Linked DNA regions of Sus scrofa: region 2 is linked to region 1. The links are chromatin contacts, called in public Hi-C maps. All regions are on one chromosome and are shown on one strand. Each heading gives the region's core, a stretch centred on a gene start, on an enhancer-like site or on the middle of the called end of the contact. The rest is flanking DNA. Distances are from core to core; before and after follow the strand shown.

Region 1 (3,161 bases), core at 69-2,568:
TTGGTGAAGGTCCACAAAAGGCACTTAAAATCTGCAAAATTAAACTTTTTTGTTTGTTTATTTAGGGACACACCTGCAACACATGGAAGTTCCCAGGCTAGGGGTGGAATAGGAATAGCAGCTGCCTGCCTGTGCCATGGTCACAGCAATGCCAGACTCCAGCCATGTCTGTGACCTACACAGCAATGCTGGATCCTTAACCCACTAAGCATCCCAGGGATCAAACCTGCATCCTTATGGGTAATAGTTGGGTTCTTAACCCACTGAGCCACATTGGGAACTCCCTGTTTATTCTATCTTAAGACTAATAAGACTTATAAGAGTAATAAGCTTAGACTTAGACTAATAAGCTCCATGAAGCCAGGAAACATATATCTTGTTCTCAGTTGTATGTTTAGGGCCTTCCCCGTGACTAGCCCAGAGCAACTTTCAGTAACCAGCTACTGAATGAATAAATGAAGAAGGACTTAATCTTCAAGGGAGGGCCAAGCTAGGAAGATTTGCTTTGGACTCCATCTTTTTTGCTTTTTAGGATGGCACCACCATCAGCATATAGAAGTTCCCAAGGTAGGGGCCAAACCAGAGCTACAGCTGCAGGCCTACGTCACAGCAGTGTGGGATCCAAGCCGCATCTGCAACCCACACCAGGGCTTTCACAGCAACTCCAGATCCCTAACCCACTGAGCGAGACCAGGGATGGAACCAGCATCCTCATGGCTCCAGCGTCCTCATGGATCCTAGGGGGATTCTTTTCCGCTGCACCACAACAGGAACTTCCTTGGACTCCATCTTGACATGCCGGAGGCATCTTTGCTTCTAGGTACCAAAATAGGTTAAAAAAAGGAATGTTTGCAGGTTCTTCCCAACAGAAGTTTTCATTGAGTCCTCTTGTACCTTACCTTGTAGGGATGGGAGGAGTTAAAAAACTAAGATAAAGGGAAAGGAAGTGGCTTGGAGCAGATGTGTGGTGCGCCAGGTTGGGACGCTTCGTTTCGCACCGTCCCCTCCACGTCCGTAACTGCCCCACCCCTTCCGGTCATCGGTTTGAAGTAAAGGTGGTTTTGGCCTAAGTTCGGCCTCCAAAGACTACATCCTCGTTAATTATTCATAGCGTGGAAGGGGTCTGTGAGTGCCAGGACTTTTACTATTCATGAGGGGGCGGAGTCTCCTTCCCGAGCTCCTGGGGAGGGCTCTGAAATATTCAAGAGGAAGGAGGGCACTCTGGGAGCCGGCGTTCTTCCTATTCATGAGGGGGCGGGGCCTCCTTCCCGCTGGGGCTCCTGGGAGGATTCTAAAATATTCTCGAGGCCAAGGGGGCGCCTGGGAGGCAGGAACGCAGCTCCGGAACCGACCTGAGGCGGACCCTCCCTCTTCCTGGCGGCAAAATCTTTTTTTGAGGAAAAATTTTCTAAAACATTAAGAAGTTTTGAGGATGGAGGGGCAAAACGACTAAGTCGCATTTTCCTGTGATCCTTTAGCCGGGAAATTGTCCAAATCTGTGGTAAAAAGAGATTTATTTTCCCCCAATAGTTTCTGGAGACAGCTTCACCTTTTCGTGGACTGAAGGAGGTCAAAAATGCACCGCAGTGTGGTTTGAGTAGTATATCGGCCAGTTTCTCTTTTATGCCCCCGACCCCCTACCCCCAGTTTACCTCTCTGGAGATCTTTGGGCGAATTCTCGGGCAGATGGAGGTGGATCTCTTAAAAGATTGTCTTAGGTTAAAATAAAATAGAAATCCTAGTGAATTGCTGTTGGACGGTTTTCTCTGAAAACGGGGAAAGAAGTTCATCCAAGAGAGCCTTCAAAGCCTTTCACACGTGGGCAAAATGAGCGGGATGGAACAGGGCATTGAAACATCATCTTACTAGGATTATTTTGGTCCGTTAGTCTCATTCTCTAGAGGACTGAGAGGCAACCAGAAGTAATTTGGAATTACATCTTTAGGATTTTCAGAAAAGCCTGCTATCTCCCCCAAACCGTTTAGGTCTAAGTGAGGAAAATAAGAAATTGTAAGAGGAGACTAAAGCTTTTAAAGAATTTGGGTCATTGTGTTTTAATCCTCTCAGAGGTTTAAAAATATAGGCAGAGTGTGCTTAACACACTGGAGTCCGCGGGTATTAGGTTATCAGTGAGGGTCTGAAGATCCCACAAGCTCCACCCATTCCCAGCTTAGCAGGTCCTCAGAGAAAAAGAATAAATCCTAGGCCAGATGTATATTTTACTATAATGAAAATGATTTAAAATACCTACTGTGAAAAGTTGAAAACAATGTTATGGATTAAATTATTCTTCCATTTGGTCGAATCCCATGCAGTCTTTAAAATATATATATACTTGTAGAAGTGTATCTATTGGTATGGAAGGAAATTCCAGGTTTAATTACAATTACAATTGAAATGCAGATTATAAAAAAGGATGATAGTCCCTCTTTTTTTGTGAAAAAAATTATATATATATGTGTGTGTGTGTGTGTGTAAAATTCTGGAATGATATAAACCAAAGTGCTTAATGTTAAGTGTCAAAAACCAAATGAATTTAATTTTCTTCTTTTTATTTTGCTGTATTTTGTAAAATTTTTGACAATGCACATGCTACTTGTATCATTTTAATGATTATTTAGAAATATCTACTAATTTAAATGCTCATTGAATGATGCTGAAGCAAAGCACTATATAAGGTATGGGTTTTTTTAAAGAAGGCTCACAGTATGCGTTTTACTAAGCACTAAATTTCTTGGCCACATTTTCAAATCTATAACGGATTTTAAATTGATAAAAATTGGTATGTAACTTTAAAAAATTTTTACTTTGTATTTATTTATTGTCTTTTTAGGGCCACACCCTCAGCATGTGGAGGTTCCAAGGTTAGGGGTCGAATCAGAGCTGTAGCTGCTGGCCTACACCACAGCTCACCACAAGGATGGATCCTTAACCCAATGAGCAAGGCCAGGGATGGAACCCATGTCCTCATGGAGGCTAGTGGGTGTCATTAACCACTGAACCACAAAGGGAACTCTGATATGTAACTTTTTAGGTGAATAAGTAACAATGTGATCTTTAGCAATTTTGTGACAAAAGGAGAAAATGTATTTTAATCAGATAGGTTTGTAACTCTTTGGTGAAATGACTTGGTTGTTTCTTTAGAAACAAGGAAGCTTAGA
Region 2 (3,293 bases), core at 237-2,736, 98 kb after region 1:
AGTCTCAAGTAGAGTGATCCTTCTGACATATTTTCAGATCATGTCCCTTCAATGCTTATGAGTTAACCGTTTCCCATTTCAGTCTGTACATATCAAAGTCAATAGCGGTGTACAATGACCTAAAGTTCCATTACTTCTGACCTTCTGTCCTACTACTTTTCCCTTCATTTACTCTGTCCAGTCACTCCTAGGTTCCTTGCTGGTCCTCATATCGCTCAGGCACATTTCTGCCTTAGGGCCTTTCATTGGCTGATGACTCTATCTGGATTGCTCTTCTCTAGACAATCATATTGTCCCTCAGCTTAAAACCTTTGCACTAAGGTCACACTTCTTCCATGAAGCCCCCACTGATTTTGAATTGCAGTCTGCCCCTCCTCCCACTCCCAGATCCCCCTTTTCTACTTTTATTTTCATAATACTTAAACCATCTAACATACTATATAGTGCAATTATTACATCTATGATTTAGTATCTAATATCCACTTTCACTGCCACCCTGGCAGAATGTAAGCTTCCTAAGGTCAAGAATATTGATCTGGGAGTTCCCATTTTGGCGCAGTGGTTGGTGAATCGGACTAGGAACCATGAGGTTTCGGGCCTTGCTCAGTGGGTTGAAGATCCGGCATTGCCGTGAGTTGTGGTGTGGGTTGCAGACGCGGCTCAGATCCCGCGTTGCTGTAGCTCTGGCGTAGGCCAGCGGCAACATCTTTGATTGGACCCCTGGCCTGGGAGCCTCCATGTGCCATGGGAGCAGCCCTGGAAAAGGCAAAAAGAAAAAAAAAAAAAAAAAAATATATATATATATATATATAGAGAGAGAGAGAGAGAGAGAGAGAGAGAGATCTGTTTCCTTTGACGTAGTCTAGTGTATGTCCAAGACAGTATCTGGCATAAAATAGTCATTCAATAAATATTTGAATGACTATATCAACAGAGCTCCTTTGAAGAATGGGAAAGACAAACAATGAAAAGAGTAATGAGTAAAACAAGACTCTAAAATATAGATGAATGTGGGACCAAGCACACATATAAGGAATTATCTGTAGCGCTGGAATGGCACTTCTCAGTTATATCACATCCTAATGAAACTATTTCGAGCTCTTTCTCACTCCGCCCCCCCCGCCACATGTTTTTTGGGGGCCCTTATACAGCACGGATGTTTTAATCATTTCTGAACCTCTAGCGTCCATCGAAATCCCTGGTACACACTTAGTGCTCAGAAGAGGTTGTCCGATAAATTAAACCAATGTTTCTGTGTCCCCAACAACTACTTTCCAACTCGTACAGTAGGTACTCAAGCACTCTTTCTCTTCTGTAGCCTTCAAAGATTCCACTGCCCACTTCGAAGCGAGAGACGGCAACGTCCACGATTTATGACGTAATAAGAGAACGCCCCGGGGAAGGGGCGGACACGGCAACTCTGGATCACGTGACCTGAATGGGCGGGGCGTCGGCTTCATATCCCAAGGTCCTTTGTTCTTACTTCCTTTTCGTCCTTGTCGGGCCATCAAGATGTCGAAGCGAGGTGAGGCTTTGGCTTGGGGAGATCCTTCGCCATCTGTCGCGAAGTGGCTGCTGGCCTCACCCGGAGCTGCGGCGACGGGCAGCTGGGGCACTCTGCTTTCCTTTGGGGCGGAGAGGGAGTGGATGGGCACCAGGACAGTCCCCGAAATGGCGGAGGGGCCTGGAGGATTGAGTTGGCAGGATCCAGTCGTGATTCTAGTCGTGAATCCCCCGGGAGGTTGCCCTGCGCCTAGCACTGCAGTAATGGTGTTGGAGTCAGGCTAGCTTAAGCCGCAGAGCGGGCGACTTGTGTGCGGTCTCCCGCCTTGGAGGAAGAACTGCGTGGTACAAAAGTTGGATCGGGAATTGTGTCGTCCAGGCCCCCTAATCTCAATGTGAGGTTGTAGGAGGGAGGAATTGGATATTTGCCCTGAGAACTGAGTGGCATTGGAGAGGGGGTAAGTGGAATCCTAGAGAAATCGAATCTATAGTGTACCGTTTCCCAAAACACATGCGAATGAATTCATAGCTTGAGAATGCGAAGGGAACTCCGAACCATGACTGGACAGTGATCTCTCTTCTGTCGCCCTACTAACAGGACGTGGTGGGTCCTCTGGTGCTAAGTTCCGGATTTCCTTGGGTCTTCCGGTTGGAGCAGTGATCAACTGTGCTGATAACACGGGTGAGATCTTAAGCTGCAACCCTGCCAAATTCCCCTTTCTAAAAGCACTCAGAGGGCCTTTTGCTCGTGACCTTCTGAGCCGCCAAGAAAGGGCACAGTAAAAACACCACTTTTGGGTGAAGCGGCAGCAAGTTGTGCTGTTTTGCTTCAATCGGTGGTGTGACAAACTATTTCACCTGGTGGGGGAGTGGAACCGCTTGGGGGTGTGAGTGGAGAGAGAGGCCTTGGAAGTGTCGGAAATGCAGGACTGCCTAATCGGCCCTTCAAAAAGACCATTTTTGTTTACATCCTTTCGTAGGAGCCAAAAACCTCTATATCATTTCTGTGAAGGGGATCAAGGGACGATTGAATAGACTTCCTGCTGCTGGTGTGGGTGACATGGTGATGGCCACAGTCAAGAAAGGGAAACCAGAGCTCAGAAAGAAGGGTGAGTAGACAGACCAAATCTTCCTTATGGTTTCTGGACCGTTGAACCACTTCTCCCTTTATTGGAGAATGAAGCAATAGTTTGGTGTGTGTTTTGTTTTGTTTTGTTTTTTAACCTCTCAGGGCCTCTTAATGCTTGATTTCCTTTGAAAGACATTGTAAGATAAATACCTGCAATTTAAATTCTGTTCCTGCTGTCTTTAGACATCATTCTCTAATCTTAGCTTCCTCCCTTACTGCTTAAATTTGTTTGCTACACTGAAGCCAAAGCCTATCTTTAAATTTTTTTTTTTTTTTTTTTTTTTTTTGCTTTTTAGGGCCACACCCTGGCATATGGAGGTTCCCAGACTAGGAGTCGAATTGGAGCTGCAGCTGCCAACCTATGCCAGAATCAGACAGGATCTGATCTGCGTCTGCGACCTACACCACAACTAACAGCCACCGCAGATTGTTAACCCGTTGGCCAAGGCCAGGGATCAATCTCGCAACCTCATGGTTCCTAGTTGGATTCGTTTCTGCTGTGCCATGATAGGAACTCCTTAAAATGTAAATCCTATCACTCCCGTACTTCAGTTCTCAGTTGGCTTCCATCTTAAGCTGGGGGTTCCACATATTTACCTTGGTATTTCCCCAGCAAGTTCAGCAGAGAGTTACAGACCACCTCACATACCTATGAAAGCAA

What was found. A called contact is a pair of places that touch in the nucleus more often than the background predicts.
Region 2: a Hi-C map of mesenteric adipose tissue shows a contact between it and region 1, with 2.0 times the contacts expected there. The contact joins the promoter of RPL23 here to the promoter of FBXO47 in region 1. A contact is called at or near these places in 1 of 5 promoter capture datasets (liver), 11 of 47 Hi-C or Micro-C datasets (alveolar macrophages, liver, mesenteric adipose tissue and 4 more) and 2 of 2 datasets of contacts at active chromatin or transcription factors (alveolar macrophages and skeletal muscle).

Annotation. Positions count from the first base shown.
Region 1 is chr12:23,180,420-23,183,580 of Sscrofa11.1, forward strand. FBXO47 (F-box only protein 47) reads left to right here and starts at 1,319. Exons shown (of 11, transcript XM_021067059.1): 1 at 1,319-1,501.
Region 2 is chr12:23,278,479-23,281,771 of Sscrofa11.1, forward strand. RPL23 (ribosomal protein L23) reads left to right here and starts at 1,487. Exons shown (of 5, transcript NM_001129955.1): 1 at 1,487-1,525; 2 at 2,102-2,185; 3 at 2,484-2,612. The coding sequence starts at 1,513.